Regions from separate parts of the Callithrix jacchus genome. Here region 1 is linked to region 2. The links are chromatin contacts, called in public Hi-C maps. All regions are on one chromosome and are shown on one strand. Each heading gives the region's core, a stretch centred on a gene start, on an enhancer-like site or on the middle of the called end of the contact. The rest is flanking DNA. Distances are from core to core; before and after follow the strand shown. Region 1 holds the start of AFG2B (AAA ATPase AFG2B). Region 2 overlaps SLC28A2 (solute carrier family 28 member 2).

Evidence for each region. Hi-C and Micro-C count contacts between places; a contact is called where the count stands out from the background.
Region 1: a Hi-C map of induced pluripotent stem cells shows a contact between it and region 2, with 4 times the contacts expected there. The contact joins the promoter of AFG2B here to the enhancer-like site in region 2. A contact is called at or near these places in 3 of 3 Hi-C or Micro-C datasets (induced pluripotent stem cells and skeletal muscle).

The regions. Positions count from the first base shown.
Region 1 is chr8:32,920,014-32,924,988 of calJac240_pri, reverse strand. AFG2B (AAA ATPase AFG2B) reads right to left here and starts at 3,394. Exons shown (of 8, transcript XR_623189.5): 1 at 2,228-3,394.
Region 2 is chr8:32,824,557-32,830,200 of calJac240_pri, reverse strand. SLC28A2 (solute carrier family 28 member 2) reads right to left here. Exons shown (of 25, transcript XR_013520923.1): 17 at 1,625-5,644. Among named protein-coding and RNA genes, the nearest start is that of SLC28A2, 65 kb to the right of the region's middle. Within about 2 kb of position 3,465, at least 2 of the 16 cell types and tissues checked have an H3K27ac peak or open chromatin away from gene starts, as enhancers often do.

The sequences.
Region 1 (4,975 bases), core at 2,145-4,644, 95 kb before region 2:
ACTACAGATAACAATAATTTCTTATATATTTCAAAATAGCTACTAGAGAAAATTTGAAATATTCCCAACACTCAGATAAGAAATAACTGTTTGACGTGATGGATATCCTAACCACCCTGATTCGATAATTACACATTGTATGCATGTACCAAAATATCACATGTACCCCAAAACATGCACAATTATGTATCAATAAAAATAGATCAATTAAAAAAGAATCACTGGCCGGGCACGGTGGCTCAAGCCTGTAATCCCAGCACTTTGGGAGGCCGAGGCGGGTGGATCACGAGGTCAAAAAGATCGAGACCGTCCTGGTCAACATGGTGAAACCCCGTCTCTACTAAAAATTACAAAACATTAGCTGGGCACAGTGGCGCGTGCCTGTAATCCCAGCTACTCAGGAGGCTGAGGCAGGCGAACTGCCTGAACCCAGGGGGCGGAGGTTGCGGTGAGCCGAGATTGCGCCATTGCACTCCAGCCTGGGTAGCAAGGGCGAAACTCCGTCTCAAAAAAAAAAAAGAATCACTTCCAAAAAACTAATTATATGTGTGTGTGTATGTGCATATATATATATATATATATATATATATATATATATATATATATATATTTTTTTTTTTTTTTGAGACACAGTTTCACTGTTGCCCAGGCTGGAATGCAGCAGGGACCATCTCAGCTCACTGCAACCTCCACCTCCCTGGTTCAAGTGATTCTGGTCTGGTGTCTCAGCCTCCTGAGTAGATGGAACTACAGGGGCACACCACCATGCCCAGCTTATTTTTGTATTTTTAGTAGAGACGGGTTTTCACCATCTTGGCCAGGCTGGTCTCAAACTCCTGACCTAAAGTGATCCACCCACCTCAGCCTTCCAAAGTGCTAGGATTACAGGCGTGAGCTACTGCGTCCCACCAAAATAATATACATTTTTTATCCTGACAAACATGTATGTTAATTCAGTGAACCATTTTGGAATTAGTATTATGCACTTTCCATATACTTTTGCTTCTGAATATATGAAAATCCTAATATTACAAAGGAGTAACACTGGCTAGAAAGTTGCACAATGAAAATTCTATCTATGTCATTTAACAAGTTTTTTTTTTTTTTTTTAAAAAACAGAATCTTGCTCTGTTGCCAGGCGCCGGTGCCGGTGCAGGTGCAGTGGCCCAATCTCAGCTCACTGCAACCTCCGCCTCCAAGCTCAAGCAATTCTCCTGCCTCAGCTTCCCGAGTAGCTAGGACTACAGGCAGGAACCACCACTCCCAGCTAATTTTTGTATTTTTTAGTAGAGACGGGGTTTCACCATTGGCCTGGATGATCTCAATCTCTTGACTTCATGATCCACCCTCCTCGGCCTCCCAAAATGCTGGGATTACAGGCTTGAGCCACCGCGCCCGGCCTAGTTTTTGTTATTTTCAAGAACATACAAAGTTCTAGAAGCCAGGTTTAGACAGCTAGGTCCCTGCCCTTAAGGACACAGGTATGAGATAGCGCAAGGAAGAAATCCACTCAAGTCCTGAACTGACTAAGCTAAAAGTGTGCAATTACCATTTCTCTTTAGAATCTTATCACAAAATAGAAATATCAGTCACTAAATTTCAAACTATTCTTTAGAATTCAAAAGTCCACTTAGAACCAAAGCTTATAAAACAGGACAGTTCTGAATATTCAACTCCTGACAACTCAGGGAGCAGTTGTGGGTACTTCCTCAATTATGGGATAGGATGCTGGTATTATGACAAGGAATGAATAAATCCAGAAGAGTAATGCCTGCTTCCATTTAGTTCTTCCCTGCCTTCGCCCTTTTTATTTCAACACACTTACTTTTTGAGGCTATCCTTCTACTTTAAATTCTCATTCCAAATCTATGAGTTTAACATGCTTGGGGGCGACCAAAATTCTCTTAAGAATTAACATTACTTCCATAGAGAACAAGTATCCCCCAGAATGAAAAAAAAAAAAAAGAATTAACATTACTGATTATAGGACCTGCACAACAAAATTAATCTGTAACGTCCCCCCCCCCCAACCACTTCCCAGAACAATTTGACTCTCGGTAAATACAGGTCCTGACTCACAGAAAACGTGTTCTCTGCATTGCTAAGAGTCCCACTCCAACCTCACCGATGCCCAAACCTAAGAGGCAAATGCCTCAGGGGCAGCCAACTAGCGCCAGAAGAGGCCGAGGTCCCACGGACAGTGGGCCAACCAGCCAGGCCCATTTACCTCGCGGTCAAATCTCCCAGGTCTGCGCAGCGCTGGGTCTAGAGCGTCCGGCCGGTTGGTAGCTCCCACAACCACGACCTCGCGGTCCCCACTGGCGCCGTCCAGCAGCGTCAACACCTGGGCCACTACGCGGCTCTCCGGTGCTTGACCGCCCCGCCGGGGACACAAGGCGTCCACCTCGTCCAGGAAGAGGAGGCTGGGCCCGCGACTGGCCAGCTCCCGGGCGCGCTGGAAGACCCGCCGCACGTTCTCCTCTGTCTCCCCAGGCCGGGAACCCTGAAGCGCGGGGGCGCTGACTGCCAGCAGCTCCGCGCCCGCCTCGTGTGCCACGGCCCGTACCAGCTGGGTCTTGCCCACTCCGGGGGGCCCCGCCAGGAGCACTCCGCGGGGCACTGCTAAGCCCAGCGCCGCCAGGGTGCGGGGGTAGCGGAGCGGCAGGCGGAGGAGCTCCCGGAGCGAGTCGGCAGCCTCCGAAAGGCCCCCCAGGGGCACCTCGGACCGCGGCCGGGATTCAGATGGAGGCTCCCTGCTGAAGCCGACGCGTGTACGAGGCGTAACCAGCCCAGCGGGGTCGGGGCTGGGCGTCCCGCCGACGATGTGCAAGGCAGCCACCGGGCCCGGAGCGCCCGGTGGAGCGACCACCACGTGGCCCAGGGAAACCGGTCGGTTTCTCAGCAGCTCCTGCGCCGCCTCCAGCACCGCAGCTGTACTCGGGGCACCAGGCGCGCCTGCCCGCTCTCGCAACACCGGCCACACCGCGACGCGCCGCAGGGGCGGACAGGGCACTAGGAGAAGGTGGCTCAGGCTGAGACTCCTCCGTGATCTCGGCGCCCCGACCACCACCCCGGGGCTTGCGCACAGCGGGTCCAGCTGCACAAAGCAGTCGGCTCCGTCCCGCCGAGGCCAGGCAGTGCAGATGCAGGAGCCGCCGTCGGGCAAGGAGATCTTCACTGCAGAGCCCAAACGCGCGCCCAGGGCGTGGAAGGCGGCCGGGCCCAGGCGGCAGCGCTGGGTGCCCCGATCTCTATCGTCTAAGGGTAGCACCTTTAAGAGCGGCCCTTCGCGGAAGGGATCCGAATCCCGAGCCATTGCACCACAGATGAGCCAAGGAGAGAAAAGCCGGACAGAAAACCCCGGCCGGCAAAGAGCGGAACACCGCGCTCGCAGGCCGGAAGTAGGTGACGCACATGCGCTGGGCCCGATTGCGTAGTTGGCTGCTGAGTGAAGGCCCAACGGGCCAATGGGAACGTTAGACGACGCTCTGGCCCTTGGGTAAAATTTTTGTGTCCACTTTCGTGAAATCGAGTTTCCCACCCCAGAACTTTGCCGAGATGGTCTTCATTATAGGTGTCTGGGAGGCGGCGTAAGCTAACTTCACTAGTACACCAAAGCATGTACTTTGGTGGTACATATATCTTGGAAGTCACCGGCGTTACATTCTGTTTTCCTGGCCTCGGAACTGGAGCATCAGTACTGCCGCTGTTGGAATAGCAACCTAGAGATTTTGCTATTTTGTGAAGAAACTCCAACTATCCCTATGGGCACAGAATTTTGGGTGCTCTGGTGCAGATGTCACAGGGGACTTGGAGTAGCTGAGAATACAGCTTTGGGACCTTCGATAACCGGGGTTCCAATCTGGCAGGTCCAGGCACAGCCCTTCCTATGGAACAGCACCAGTATAGTGAGAAGAAGAAGCACAGTGTGGCACTTCAAACCCCTTGTAGAGAGGAAAGAAGGAAAACTAAGCTATCTGATGGATTTGTAGCACACTAATAGTACATTTGTTCTGATTTCTGATATTCTTTTGAATATTATTTGGCAACAACTTAATCACTGCTTAAGTTCATGCAATCAATGCTTGCCGTCTAATTGGGGCACAACAGCACTAAGTCCTGTATTAGAGGCGATGCCTATCTACATTATTAAGACAACTGCCTGCTATTTTTTTTTCCCACCTGCCTCTGCCTTTTCTCTCTCTTTCGCACAGGGAATTCCTCTTTATCAATTGGAATACATTTCTTATCCCTCTTAATTCCTATTAAAAAAGAACTACAGATATTCAAAGACAAGAAGATATACCTTGTCTTTATTTGACTTACATCTTCCTACCTCAATTTTCCCACGTTCACTGCAACCCAAATTTGTAAGATGACAAAACTGATATTTTAGAGTGCTTACGTTGCTGGGAAGTTTTTTTTTCTCTAGCTATGCAAAATATCAATACAGACTGTGTAGTGATATCTTATCAATGGCAAGTACTGTCAGATCTGGCATCCTAAGACCAATGCCAATTCCTGATCTCATTCTATCCAAACTTCATGGCAGACATGACAGACTTCTTGACTCCACAGTAACTTGTCTGGTCTCTGCTGTACTTTTCTACTAAAATGGATTCTGGCATAACTTAGGGATCAGAAAATAGCAGGAGGAGGTCTTGAAATGGGTAAGTCACCCATTACTTCCTGTTTTCTTTTTGTCTTTTAATCCTACTGGCTTTGGGTCTTTTTGGTTTTGCGACTTTTAAATGCGACTTTTGCATTTTCTGAAAATTTTTTTTAAAAAGCCATCGTTTTTACTGACCCCTAAAGGTGTGAATACATGCCGATCAAATTATTTTATCAAATGCCTGCACCTCATGGAGTTCCTTCTATTCAGTTCCAAGAAGTTTTGAGGATCTAGGAGAGGGAAAGAAGACTTACTGAGGACATGATAATTGTCTTAAATATGTAAAGGGATGTCATGTAAAAT
Region 2 (5,644 bases), core at 2,216-4,715:
ATCCCAAATAATTTATTAAATAAAAGCGTATCCCAAAGAATTTATTAAATAAAAAGCTTTGAATCAGGAAAACAAGAACCTCAAGTTATATAAGGGTGAATCTCCTGCAAATCTAGAGAACAGCTGCCAGCACAAAAACAACATAACCTCAGCTTTCAGAGGAATATTGCAGCCTTCACCAGGCATTGGCTTCTGTTCTTTTACAACAGTTTGTTAACGCTCTCTTGAGCAGTGGGAGTGGCAGATTTTTCACAAGGGAAACTAGGGGTGGCAATCTGGCAGGAAGGGGAAGCTAGAGGACTTACCTCAAGGCTACTCCTGCATAGTAAATAATGTGCGTTCTAAACATGCTTTTAATTTTTTTTTTTTTTTTTTTTTGAGACAGGGTCTCACTCTGTCACACAGGCTGGAGTGCGGTGCTGCGATCTTAGCTCACTGCAGCCTCTGCCTCCCAGATTCAAGCGATTTTCCTGCCTCAGCCTCCAGAGTAGCTGGGCCCAACAGATGCATGCCACCACACCCATGGGTTTGTTTTTTGTTTTCTTTTCTATTTTTAGTAGAGATGGGGTTTTGCTCTGTTGGCCAGGCTGGTTTCGAACTCCTGGTCTCAAGTGATCTGCCCACCTCGGCCTCCCAAAGTGCTGAGATTACAGGTATGAGCCACTGTGCCTGGCCAAAAATATGCTTTTTTTTATAATTATAAACTTTTGTTTATGTATTAATTACGTTTCTGGAGGGGGTTATGGGGTTTATGAAAATTGGTAGAGGGAGCTAAAGCTCTCCCAGGCCATTCCTTCCCCTTGCTAATGCTATAAAGTACTGTTCTAAATTGTTGGAGAGAAGATTTCAAACGCTATCACAATACACACATGCAAACATACACAAACCGAAGGTAACTATGTGAGGAGATGGATATGTTAATTTGCTTGACTGTAGCAATCCTTTCACTGTGTTTATGTATATCAAAACATCATGTTGTACTAACTTAAAATATACACTTTTTATTACAAAAATGAGACAAAAATAAATTGTACAGAAATATAAAGCTTAAAAAGTACAATTCTTGCCCTCAAAATGACATATACTCTAAACAAAATGGTAGGGCACAAGGAGAAGGCAAGGCATGAATCAAAGAAAAAGACTGAGGTAACTGCCGATTATGGGCATAGTATATGACTAACTATTCCACCTCGAGGTTACAAATGAAAACATCGATGTCTAGGGCTAAGTTGATTTTAAATTCTGACTTAACACTTTGTTGATGATGGCAAAAGACCTCTATGGACGTGGGTGCAGGAAGAAGGAAAGAGAAGTATCTTTTTCCTAGCACCCCTAGAAATGAGGTCCTTAAACTCTGGTGAGTCCAGAGAGGTACCTTGTCTCAGCACATAGCTAATTATGTAGCAGCTCTTTGGGAAGAGGGGTTTCAAATCCTCCAGAGAGTTCAACTTAGGTCTGGAGACTGAAAACAACCCAGGTGGAGCAGCTTCAATTCAGCACTTACTGTGTAAACATGTTATAGGCACTATATTGGGGATAAAATTAGATAAAATATTCTCTATTTTCAGAGTCGATAGAAGAAGTTTTCCTTTCTGCCACCTCACAGTCACACTAAGGATCTTACCTGTGCATAATCATTCAGAAGGATCCACCAAAACAACTGGGCTTGCATTTTCCAGAAGCTTCTTATCCTTGAGATTGTGTGCCCCTTATGAATGGAGTACAAACAAATGACAACAACAAAAAATGTAGAAGATGCTCTGGCCCATTCTTTTTCCTTTTTTTCCCCTAGAGACAGGGCATCACTGTAGCCCAGGATGGAGTGTAGTGGTGCAAACATGGCTCACTGAAGCCTTTATCTCCCAACTCAAGCAATCCTCCCACCTCCCGGCCTCCTGAGTAGCTGGGATCACAGGTGTGTGCCACCACACCTGGCTAATGTTTTAATTTTTTGTAAAGATGGGGTCTCCCTGTGATGCTCAGGCTGGTCTCAAACTCCTGGCCTTGAGCAATCCCCCCATCTCGGCCTCCCAAAGTGCTAGGATTATAGGTGTCAATCTGGACAGTTCTCTTTAACTCTCAAATGCCCACATCAGAAAAGACACTACAAATTTAAGCTGATTTTTCTATTGCTCTGTAGGTGCACTGTGTTAACAATTTTTAGCTTAATGAATGCCAACTGTGAGCCAATTTAAACCAAATAAACCAGGCCAAGTCATTCTGTTACACAGTAGATCAGAGCAAACCCCATTCTAGCCTGGACCAGTGGCATCCAAACCAGAACCCAAATGCCTGGGGAGAAAGCCCAATTTAATTAACCTTCTACCCTGAACTCTTTTTTTCTCTTTTGAGACAGCGTCTCACTCTGCTGCCCTGGCTAGAGTACAGTGGCTGATCTTGGCTCACTGCAACCTCTGCCTCCGGGGTTCAAGCGATTCTCCTACCTCAGCCTCCTGAGTAGCTGGGACTACGGGTGAACACCACCATGCCTGGCTACTTTTTTCTATTTTTAGTAGAGGTGGGGTTTCACCATGTTGGCCAGGCTGGTCTCAAACTCCTGACCTCAAGTGATCCACCCACCCTGCCTTCCAAAGTGCTGGGATTACAGGTGTGAGCCACCACACCAGGCCCCTGAACTCGATTCTATCTACCATCCCCTCCTCCAAAACTTCTTCCTCCCCAAGCCTTCTCCACCTCAAAAAATGGTAATCCCATCAACCCAGCCATTTGCTTCATCCAGAGACTTGGGAGTCATCTTTAATGGATATGCTTTCTAACTTCCCAGATCTAATGACTGCATCCTGTCAATTCTACCTCCAACTTCTCTTGAATTCATCTACTTCTCTTTCCTCTAGCATCACCCTCTCCCTTAATCTCCCTCTTAGAAAGCTGCAATAGCTTCCTAGCTGATCTGCTTACTTCCACTCTTACAGGAATCCATCAGATTCCTTAGGGACCTAATAGGTCTCTTTTTCTCCACATACCTATCTTTTCATAGCACTTATCACAATTTATTTAAATAAATAAATAAATATATATATATAGTTACATATATTTGTTTATATATACGTGTGTGTATATATATATTTATGGAATGTTTATCTCCTCAGAATTTAATTTTCCATGAAGACAAAGTTCATGTCTGATTTTCTTTTACTAAATGATTCCTAGTGCCGAACACAGTACCCATCATATAGTCAGCACCGATAAAACTTGTTGGAAGAATGAATGAATGAATGCTTTGTGGAATCCCAGCATGACAGAAGTCCTTCTGTCCACAACAGACAACTGTAATCCAGAGTCCATTCTCTTAAAAGTCTTTTTTTTTTTAACCTCAGAGCCACATGAGCCAATTCTTCAAAGAGAATGTACTTACTCCTCCAGGCTGATTATACAGTGTCCTTCTAGCAGATTGGTTTAGGAAGAAAAGAGTCAGATCTCTGATGGAGCCAGACTAGATGGAGAGAAGCCAAATGAGAAAACTCTAATGTGTTGGAAAGCTCTGAAGACAAAATGAAACAAAAATCTTAGAAGTAGAGCCTTGGAGGCATTTTTGCCATCTGGTGGCAATAATCTTAATCTGCAGGCAACCAAGCACTTTTCCCTCAGCTTTCTATATAATATGTCTCAATGTTTCTGAAATTTTACAATGATTTTAACCTTGGTGTGGGCCTCCTTTGATTTCATCATGCCCTGTATTCTAGAAATTTATGGGCACCAGTTCTGGAAAACTTTTTCAAATTCTTTTTTTTTTTTTTTGAGTCGGAGTTGCCCAGGCTGGAGGGCAGCTCAATCTCGGTTCACTGCAACCTCTGCATCCCAGGTTCAAGCAATTCTCCTGCCTCGGCCTCCTGAGTAGCTAAGATTACAGGCATGCACCACCATGTCCAGCTAGTTTTTGTATTTTTAGTAGAGATTGGGTTTCTCCATGTTGGTTAAGTTGGTATCGAACTCCCTACCTGAAGTGATCCGCCCGCCTTGGCCTCCCAAAGTACTGGGATTACAGGCACTCAGCCTTCAAATTATTTTAGTACTTTTCTTCCCAACATTTTCTCTTTCTCTTGTTGAAACTTCTATTATATTATTCAGATGTTAGATCTCTGATCTTTTAACTTGCTTTTCTTTTTTCTTCTATCTCCCATTATATCTTTTTGTACTAATTTTTGAAAGGTAATAATTTTGGCTCCATCAAAATATCACTTAACCCATTGATTAAACCAAGATAACTTTATTCCTACGGAAGTAAGGAAGAACATTAACTTGATAGGATCTTAGTAGCCTCTCAGAAGGGGCAGGGAAAAGTTGAGATATTTATCAAGTTTTGAAGTCTTGTTTAAGACAGGTCTTTCAATGCTAGGGCTTGATCAGAATTGGTTGGATAAGGATAATAGTTTAGGGTTGGTGGACACAGCAAGGATTTTGAGGTGACGGATTCAAAGACTGTTGGTGCCAGTCTTGGTGGCTCATGCCTGTAATCCCAGCACTTTGAGACGCTGCTGAGGGAGGATCACTTGAACCCAGGAGTTTGAGACCAGCCTGGGCAATACAGTGAGACCCCTGTCTCTACCAAAAATTAGCTGAGCTTGATGGTGTATGCCTGTGTTCCCAGCTGCTCAGGAGGCTGAGAAGGGAGGATCACTTGAGTCCAGGAGTTGAAGGCTGCAGCGAGCTATGATCATGCCACTGTACTCCAGCCTGAGCAACAGAACAAGACCCTGTCTCAAAAAAAAGAGAGAGAGAGAGAAAGAAAAAGAAAAAGAAAAAAGGACTCTTGGGGAGTAAACCATCACTTAATGCTATCTATTGGTAAATTTGACAGTTTGATGTTTATTTTAACAGGTTTTGGGGGAGATAAATCCCAGAATAAACAGGGTTATTTGCTTCTTTTATTGCCTCATGAAAGAGGTCCCTTTAATAGTAAAGTTTTATTTGTGAAGAGACTGAAAGAGTAATGCCTTGTAAATTTAAACAATAAACTATATGGTTTCAGTCCTTGGAAACCACTTTATTTTTCACGCTTTATTTTCTTTCCCTTCTGTTGCATTTTTTCTCTACTATAGCATTTTCCACTTCCAAGGGTCTCTTTGCTTCCCAGTATTCCTTTTTAAAGTCTCCTTTCTTTGGGAAGAGAGGAAATATAACATCTTTTCTTAGCAACAAGAATAGACAGTAGGTGTTTTTTAAACACATTTTCCTGCCATCTCCATTGCCTTGATTTCCTCTGAGTTCCATTTTGTTCATTTTGTCCTTCATGCCAGAGAAATTCCTTTATTGTCTAAAGGTGATCCTTTAGGAGCATGACTAATCACAGGCATAAAAGTATCAGTTAAATAAGATAAATAAGCTCTAGAGATCTGCTGCAGGACAATGTGCTTACAGACAACAAAAACATACTGTACACTTAACATTTGTTAAGAGGGTAGATCTCATGTTAAGTGTTCTTACCACAACAAATTAAACTAAAAGAAAGAATAGTGAGACCAATAGCAGAGATGAGGCACAGTAGGAGGTTGGGCTGATCAGTGTAGGATGATCTTATTAAACCTGAAATGTTTTCCCCGATCTTGGGCTGGAACATTTTCCCAAAGAGAAAGTTTCCAGTTTCCTGTGGGTTGAAGAGGGTAAGCCTGGTTGAAGAGAGTAA